3 separate regions of the Mus musculus genome follow, and regions 1 and 2 are each linked to region 3. Evidence: chromatin contacts called from public Hi-C data. All regions are on one chromosome and are shown on one strand. Each heading gives the region's core, a stretch centred on a gene start, on an enhancer-like site or on the middle of the called end of the contact. The rest is flanking DNA. Distances are from core to core; before and after follow the strand shown.

What was found. A called contact is a pair of places that touch in the nucleus more often than the background predicts.
Region 1: a Hi-C map of bone marrow-derived macrophages shows a contact between it and region 3, with 14 read pairs. The contact joins two enhancer-like sites. A contact is called at or near these places in 1 of 15 datasets of contacts at CTCF or cohesin (the NIH/3T3 cell line) and 1 of 484 Hi-C or Micro-C datasets (bone marrow-derived macrophages).
Region 2: a contact with region 3 is called in a Hi-C map of bone marrow-derived macrophages, with 14 read pairs. The contact joins two enhancer-like sites. A contact is called at or near these places in 1 of 15 datasets of contacts at CTCF or cohesin (the NIH/3T3 cell line) and 2 of 484 Hi-C or Micro-C datasets (bone marrow-derived macrophages and embryonic fibroblasts).

Annotation. Positions count from the first base shown.
Region 1 is chr12:35,883,671-35,886,370 of GRCm38.p6, reverse strand. No RefSeq gene overlaps it. Among named protein-coding and RNA genes, the nearest start is that of Agr3, 41 kb to the left of the region's middle. Within about 2 kb of position 1,285, at least 32 of the 459 cell types and tissues checked have an H3K27ac peak or open chromatin away from gene starts, as enhancers often do. A contact at or near this core is called in bone marrow-derived macrophages, where this site is marked.
Region 2 is chr12:35,832,525-35,835,224 of GRCm38.p6, reverse strand. No RefSeq gene overlaps it. Among named protein-coding and RNA genes, the nearest start is that of Gm40388, 87 kb to the right of the region's middle. Within about 2 kb of position 1,429, at least 100 of the 459 cell types and tissues checked have an H3K27ac peak or open chromatin away from gene starts, as enhancers often do. A contact at or near this core is called in bone marrow-derived macrophages, where this site is marked.
Region 3 is chr12:35,265,828-35,268,527 of GRCm38.p6, reverse strand. No RefSeq gene overlaps it. Among named protein-coding and RNA genes, the nearest start is that of Mir680-3, 72 kb to the right of the region's middle. Within about 2 kb of position 1,312, at least 20 of the 459 cell types and tissues checked have an H3K27ac peak or open chromatin away from gene starts, as enhancers often do. A contact at or near this core is called in bone marrow-derived macrophages, where this site is marked.

The DNA.
Region 1 (2,700 bases), core at 36-2,535, 620 kb before region 3:
TAAGGATACATATTTGTCTCAGTGTCTGTATGGCAGGTGTATGCAAGAACCCGTGGTATCGGATCTCCTGGAGCTGAAGTTATGTGCAGCTGTGAACCATATAACTTGGGTGCTGGGAATCGAACTCAGATCCTCAGAAAGAGCAGCAAAAGAGCTCCTAACAGGTGCTCCATCTTTCAGATCATACGTTTTTACTTGTTTCTACCAACACTCCTCTCTTAGACACAGGACTAAGAACGATTTATTCTTTACTAGAATAAAGGGGATAACTAATTAAATAACTAACGAATAAGTTAAAAAATGGTCACCCATTATTGACTCTTCTAAGGAGTCCATCCGTGTTATGTTTCCTCAAAGAACTCAGGGCCGTTTAGATTCTCTCCAAGCAAAGAGAGATCGTTTCTGCCTTAGAATAGGAAGAAGCAATGGTGACCACAATCCCCAGGATCAGAAGACCATAGAGTCATGGTAAGTTTTTAAAGTTAATAGAAAGGTAACTTCAGTGTTAAAATGGGGCCAAATAGGGATAATGGCTGCCGGGCGCCTTTGGGCTTTCCTGACTTCTCTCAGCTGCTCTCTGCTACATCCTGATGGAACCAGATCGATGACTGTGCACAGATTGCACATGCAAACATTTTCACTTGGCTCCCGACAAGAATTAAACAAACATCAACGGATGCCTAACATGTTTTCTTGAGGGCTTTTCTAGATTTTCATCGGAGGCTACGAGTTTCGTTAAAACATTCATGATTTCACTGTGCGATTTTTTTTTTTTTTCGGAAGAGCTCAGCGGAATGGGCAGACTGGGAGTTCCAGAGACTGGGAGCCAGAACTTGGAAGTCACTGTCCACCTTAAAACATCCACTGGGAGGGGAGGCGTGCAGGTGGGGCTGTGTCTTAGTTGCTGTGGTTTACGGGTGCCACAGTTACTTTTCCGCTGTTCTCTCTTCCAACACCGCTCGAACTCTCTTCAAGCTGCTTCCCTTTTTAAGACCCTGTTTCTCGCTTCCCCTTCCCTCTGGTTCCTCCCCGTGTTATTCCTCCCTTCCCCCAACCTTATTTTTGTGACTTTTCCCTCATAACAGACTCATCCCCTGCTCTGCTTAGAAACTAGTCTTTTTGTTTTTCTATGGGTCCCACTGCTTTGCTTTGCAAAGAACTGGGAATTTGTTTACACAGTTATGTTTGCACACTAAAAGCCTGCTTACTTGAATTGGCTCCCACTGTGAGACAACCTCCACTTCTGCTGCTTACATTTTTCCTACACAGGAGACATTCACAGGGCACCCAGCTGCACAAGGTGGCGCTATGTGCTCACCGACCACACATTCTAATAGTAGCTTGGTCTTGATCAGAACAAAGCTCTTTGTTTTTGTTTGCTTGTTTGTTTGTTTTTTTGTTTGTTTGTTTGTTTTAAAAAAAGAAAAGCAGCATTCTCATATAGGCAGAAGATGGCAATGTTTCCTGTTCTCTGACATGTTTCCTCAGTGTGTGTGGAGTTAATTATTGCTCCTTGGATGTGGGCTTGCAGTCTCAAACCTCCTATACCCCTTTTAGAAATGTAAAGCTCTAAAGAGAGATCCATTTGCTGGGTGCAGTTGCCCCTTTAATGTCAGCACTTGGGAGGCAGAAGCAGGCAGATCTCCAGGAGTTTGAAGACAGTCTGGTCTATATAACAAGCTCCAGGTCAGCAAGGCTATATAATGTCTCAAGGAAAGAAAAAAAATAATGATAATTACTTTCAGCAAATTGTTTATATGAAGGTCGAAATATAAATGCCAACAGTGGCTCCTCCTTAAACCTCTTCCTTAAACTACCAAAACTACTGCTGACCCATAGGTTTTCCCATTTCTCTCTAGGCATGTCCTGGATAAAACTTGGACCTCACACTTCCTCAGATCCCATCAGCTTCTTCACCCTGAAACTCCCACAGTGGACCGCCTACCCCCACCCCAAGAAGACCCAGAGAACTGTCACAGTGTTGTGGGCTCCCATTCCCATACTACATGGGTGGCACAGGCCAATTCTTTTGCTTCTCCTGCAGTGCTTAATTATACACAGACTGAAGAGCTAGGGATCGGAGGAGTAGAGATACCCAGAAGGCCCATTTTCAATAGCTAGGGTCTGAAAAGACGTCCAGGACATGATTACCACATGGCCCTGGTTGTCTGACTCATAGAGTACACTTTGTGGAATGTTGACTTAGTAAAGAAAATTAAAAAATAAAAATAAAAACCATTGGATTTCTCAGGGATTGAAGATTAAACAAAGTAATAAAGACATATATTTATAATAACAGTATAACAAGCCACATTATTGCATATGCTAGAGTTTATATAAGTCAAGTAATAGATTTGTAGGTAAGTCACAATGCCAAACAAGATCATGCAAGCATGTTATGTGTTACGAACCAGGATTAGTTCCCTGGGGCCTCTGATTTGTGGGACTTCCTCATAGCGCTCAGCTGAGGTGCTGCATGCCACCTGTGCTGAGGCTTGCCTCTGCTACACAGTTTCCAGGGTCTTGTCAATAAGTACTGACATGTTCATGCCATGCTAACCTGTGCAACAGTTTTCTGAGGGACCTGAAAGCAGGAAGAAAAACAGACTGATAAGAGAGTCCATAGAACTACTTACTCACAGTGAGGCAATTAAATTAAAAAGGCAACACGTAACAGAACTAAACAATGTCCAATGGTTG
Region 2 (2,700 bases), core at 180-2,679, 570 kb before region 3:
CAGATACTCATGTCTAGTTGGCCATTTTTAGAAGTCTCCAATCACCTGTCCTGGAACTTGTTATACAAAGCACCATTTCTAAAGTAGACCTTTGTGGGGAGTTGTTCTAGTAGCATGGAGGGTGAGGGTGGTGAAGACACAATGAGTTATCTGGGAAGAAGACTTTGGAGACCAGCACCAGAGTGCAGATCTAGGTTAATTCAGGATTTCACTGGCATATGTATACATACTTCATTCAGTCAGCTATAGTCCAATAATCTTGAATGGTGTGCAACTGTGTAATGTGAGGGTGTACGTGAGGAACAGCATGTCCTAGCAGTGTGTTTGTGGACAGAGGGCAGGAAGCAGGCAATGCCCTGGGCTTGGCACCATTTTGTGTGTCTCTGGTATGTCGGACCCCATTATGTGTCATGTACTTCTGGAGACTCAGGTCTGCTCAAGCAGCTGGAGGAACCGGTTGTGCTTCTCACATCTTCTGTCTTTTAGAGACACCATCTGGACAGAGACTGTGCCCTCAGACCCTGCTGAGGTTGAAAACAAAACAAAAGAACCCCAAGCCCCAATTCTCCCAGCGTTTCCTTCTTTGTCCCCACCAAACTATCATTGAGTCACATTTTGAGAACTCTTGCTTGCCCAAGCTGCACTTTTTCTACTAGGAAATGCAGTTAATGTGAAGCCATTTGATGATCTTAAGAGTCCCTAGAGGATGTGGGGTTGCTCCCCACTCCAGGCCCAGCCAAATCAGACCCTTGACTGTATTGACGAAATGTCTCTCTCCTCTTATCTTGTTGGTTTAAGATAAGCTGATACAGAATTGGATCTACATTTTTCAATGCTGTTAAAATTGGTTCTAAGTCGGGGAACATGTTACCCTTTTACCACCCAGAGGCAAACAAGTTCCAGAAGAGGAGCAAGCCAGTGGTTGACGTTGTGCTCCTCAGTATTCTAGTACTTGGCTTTCAGTATCAAGGTGCAGCAAGCCGCTGGCACTCCATCCATGGCTTCTGTCTTCTAGGAAGGAATAAGACATTTTCTATGGAGATAATGTCATCCACTTTGTCTAGAACTTCACAAGATGGCAGTAAGAGAACAAATCATACAATATTTGAGCAGGTTAGTTTTTCACGCTAGTGAAATTGATTTAGATTACTTAGGATAAGAACAGCTACTTGGTGATGCAGACTCATCTCTCCCATGACTGAAAGAGGCTAAGTAGGCATTCTCCTCTCCTCTCTTCTCCTCTCCTCTCCCCTCTCTTACCCTCCCTTCTCCTCCCTTTCTTCTCTTTCTTAAGAATGTCTCATGTAGCTCAGTCTGCCTCCAACTTTCCATGTAGCCAAAGATGCTCTTTGACTTTTGATCTTCTTGCCTTTACCTCTCAAGTGCTGGGATTAAAGGGGATCAAGCTCAGGGTGTTGTGCATTCCAGGCAAACATTCTACTCACCGAGCTATAGCCCCAGCCCACAGGCATTCTTTCCTTATATCCTTTGGTCTTGTATTTGCCCTAAGGAATAAATCTCCTGTTTTTGACCATTGTTTTTGCTGCAAAAACTACGAATAAAGCCGCTCTACTGACTATAAAAATGTAGAGATGTTTCATCTGGAAATTAGTCTTGTTAGCCTACTTTTCTGTTTGTTTTTGTTCCTGTGGTCTGTGTATCCACAGAGCATTCTTCAGCTTCCTCATTTCCCTGCTCCTCTCTAGAGATTGCTAGTTACTCAGTCAGAACAGCCTTTTCTCTGCCTTGCAACCAGAATGAGTCACACTCACTTCCAGATTCTTGAATCATAGGGTTATGAATCTTTTACTTCTTGAAAAATCTTCTCCTGTAAGTTTTCAAGAGGGAGCATTTAGTAAGCAATTTTCTTTCCTGCTAGGTCCTTGCCCTGTTCCCAAGCCATGTGATTTGTCTAGAACGTTGCCTTTTCTTTTCTAATGTTGGGTGCATGACTCCAGTTCACCTCTTCTGTTTTCATCTCCTGTCTAGTGTTGCTTCAAGGATAGTAAACAACTCAACCAAACTCTTTTACTGAGACTGTTGCCAGGGGCATTGCAGATCTTTCCCACCCCCACATACAGGGGGAGGGAGGATAGGGAGTAGATGACCTCATAGGTGGCAAAAGAGTTATAGAGCAGGTGGGGTGAAAGCATTCTTAAGCAAAGCCTTCCAGTGTCTGCTTACTAGTGCTGCTGAAAGAGGCTGAGCTCTGAGTAGACATCCCAGGAAAGGATTAGACTCCAGGAGAACTAATCTCAAGATTTCTCTGCTTCTTTTCCTCATCTCAGTCCATAAACAACCCAGAGAAAATGGATCAGAACATGACTGCACTTCTGGGAAAGGGAACAGCAGAATGGGACATGGATCAATTAGTTTGAGAGGAGTATGAGGAACGGCATGTTTATAATATTTGGAAGGAAGTTAACATCAGTTAGTAATTTCTCTGTTCCCCAGAACGTGATCTTTGAACAACTCTGAAGGCAACCAGTTCTCCAAGATTAGTAAGGACCCTGATCTAATTAATCTAAAGTTAATTATTATTTAATTTACATGGCAAAGGAAAGGAGGAGGAATTTTACACTTGCCACTCGTGGTAGGTGTATATATGTTCTGTTCTGTTTCACCCTACACAGAATTTGTAATAAAGAAAGAAGAGATGCATTTTCAAAGCTACAACTGTGTAAGGGCTATGGAAATATA
Region 3 (2,700 bases), core at 63-2,562:
CTATCTCTATATTTTCTTTGAATTGCATAGAAAATTAAAACTACTAGTTATAAAAAAAATCGTTTTAAATTTATGAAAGAATAAAACTTTTCTCCTCAAGTCTGTGGGGTATGATGTACTATGTGGTGTAGCTAGGAGCTCCACAGACTACACTGAAAGCAAGACAAGTACACAGAAGACAAAGATTCTCAGTACAACCCAGTACACTCTGCAGGAGAGAGATTCTAGTTAAGATGGGGTGCTCTTAACCAAGTGAGTCATTTAAGGGCAGCTCTGCATTCTGCAGCCAGATGGAGCCAAAATTAATCCCAGGTCGAGGAAAAGCGGGAGCCAAGACATGAGGTCCAGTTACTGTGAATTTGGGACCAGACTGTGGGGGTTACTGGTGACTTCTCCTCAGGGTCCAGTTCTCTAAACTCATAACTTATCTGGGACAATGGGCTGTTTTTCTCACTGCCAAGAACAACTCTTCCTAAACAGTGAGCTGGGTTTTTTTTTTTTTAAATCATGGTTTGGATATTTTAACATAATTTTCTGGCATATCATTAATTGATTGTAATACATTGCTCTGTGGTTTCCATCTATTTGAATGCTAATTGTACTAAAAGTAAGAAAAAGAAGAAAAATGCCTAACTATGCAGGATCATTACATTGAAGGAGGGAACTTGGAAAGTTACAGGTTAGCACATAATAATAAAGAATTTAAAGAGGGGAGAGAGATGAAGTGTCTAATTTATGATTATTTGAAATCTTACAGATCATTAGAATACATACTAATTTAATCGTGAAAATTTCAATGCAGGTACCATTATGTTCTCCTCTTTAGATGTGAGGAAACTGAGACACAGAGTAAAGACTTGTCCCATCAACAGCAAAGCCAGGACTGGCTCTCTGCCTGGTGGATGTAGACTTATGTATCTGGTTATTAACCACTGCTTTCTAGCCCTCCCAATGCAGACACCAGCTGAGTCAAAGGCAGAATGGAGGTTCCAGATTCCAAATTCTCAGTCCTTTCCGCCACAAAGTATCTGTTTATCCTCAGCCTGTGCAGGATTTCATCACCGCATCTCTGAGGCAGCTGGCTATCTTTGTAACAGAATTCTTCTTCCTTTACTCCTCACAATTTAGAGTGGTGTTCCCCGGTTTCACAGATGGAAAATTTTCTCCCAACTACACTCATTTTACAAACCACTACAACCAAAGCACCAGGGGTTAAAACCACAACAAAAAAAGCCTCAGCAACATGCATCTCTTCCACAAGGAGGGAGAGAGAATGCCAGCCGCCAGCCACCAGCCACATGTGACTTCTGCTTTCCTTTGTCCTGACAATGAGTAGCTAGAAGGCAAGCTGACAGCAGGCATCTGTGCAACTCATTTTCAGAACAAACACTGGGTACGGGTTAACTTTATGACCATCTCCCTGTTGAGGGGGCCAATGCTAAGGAAGACAGGAGACCTTCGGCACATTCCTTGCTGGAGCCTGCTGTTTCATCCTTGCTTAACAGGATATTGAAGAGAATGCTTCCTGGAATGGGTATCTAGGCTCTATAGTTGAAAAGAGTAGTATTAATATTTAGAGAAAATACCGCCATCTGTCATGACTTAAGAGGCAGCAAATGCAAGATTCCTACAGTCAGTCTCAGCAAAAAGGAACTGTCTCAGCCTTAACTGGACTCCAACATCAGCCCGGGGCTTGCCACACTACCGATACCTGGGGCCTGCCTCCCTGAGAGATCTTTAGCTCATCTCTGATGCCATCTTGGGAAATGTGATACTTTTGAGCATCCCAGTTCAATCACAGGAATGATTGCAAGGATTACTTGGAAAAGGGAAGAGGGTGGGAAACATGGAAGGCTGTGTTGGTATTCTTCTCTGGATGGTTTGATAACTAGGAAGGCATTTTGGGTTCCAGGAGGAATTTCTACAAGGAAGGATGCTATCTGCAGTTATCAACAGCCATGGGGCTAAAAGGAATGGGAGTATATGGAAAGGGAAGCTATGTTCCTAAAACCTAAGTGGACTGTGCAGAAGTTCACTGTTTTCTGCTGCTTTCCATGGTCATTTATGCAAGCAGGCTGCTTACCAGGGGCTGACCAAACTCTAGTTAGTGGCTGCAAGAGGCTATAGCTGAAAGACTGTTTGTGGAGCCAACATACAATAGCCAGTAGAAGTTAAATCATTGAAGTGTCCTAACTTATATTTGACATATCATATAGGTCATTTGTATTCCAGCTTTCCTGGTTGCAGGCAGTTTACTGAGCAGGACTCAGGCACTGTCCTCACACACTCTCTTTAATTCCTCCTTATCCATTTAAGAGAAGAGAGTTTGAAAAATCCACATCCTCAACTTCACTTCAGTTTTATGCCTCAAATATTATTCAGTTCTGATTCAGGATCCCATGCTTGCCCAGTTGAACCGTAAAATTTGTAATTACAGAATTATAAAGTAAAGGAAGTGTTTGGGAAACAGAACTCATGTTTGTCTGTAACTTGGGATGTGCTTGGCAGAGACAGGACTTATTTTATTTCCGTATCAAGCCTGTTACTGTCAGGGAAGAAAATGAGCTGCATGAATCACAGCTTTCATGCTTACTGAATTGGGTCCCATCTTTCAAAGTATTTTAATAAGCCTGCTTCCTCCTAAAATGCTTTTGCTGTCCCCAACATTAGGTAAGAAGACAGCAAGGAAAATCCATCATT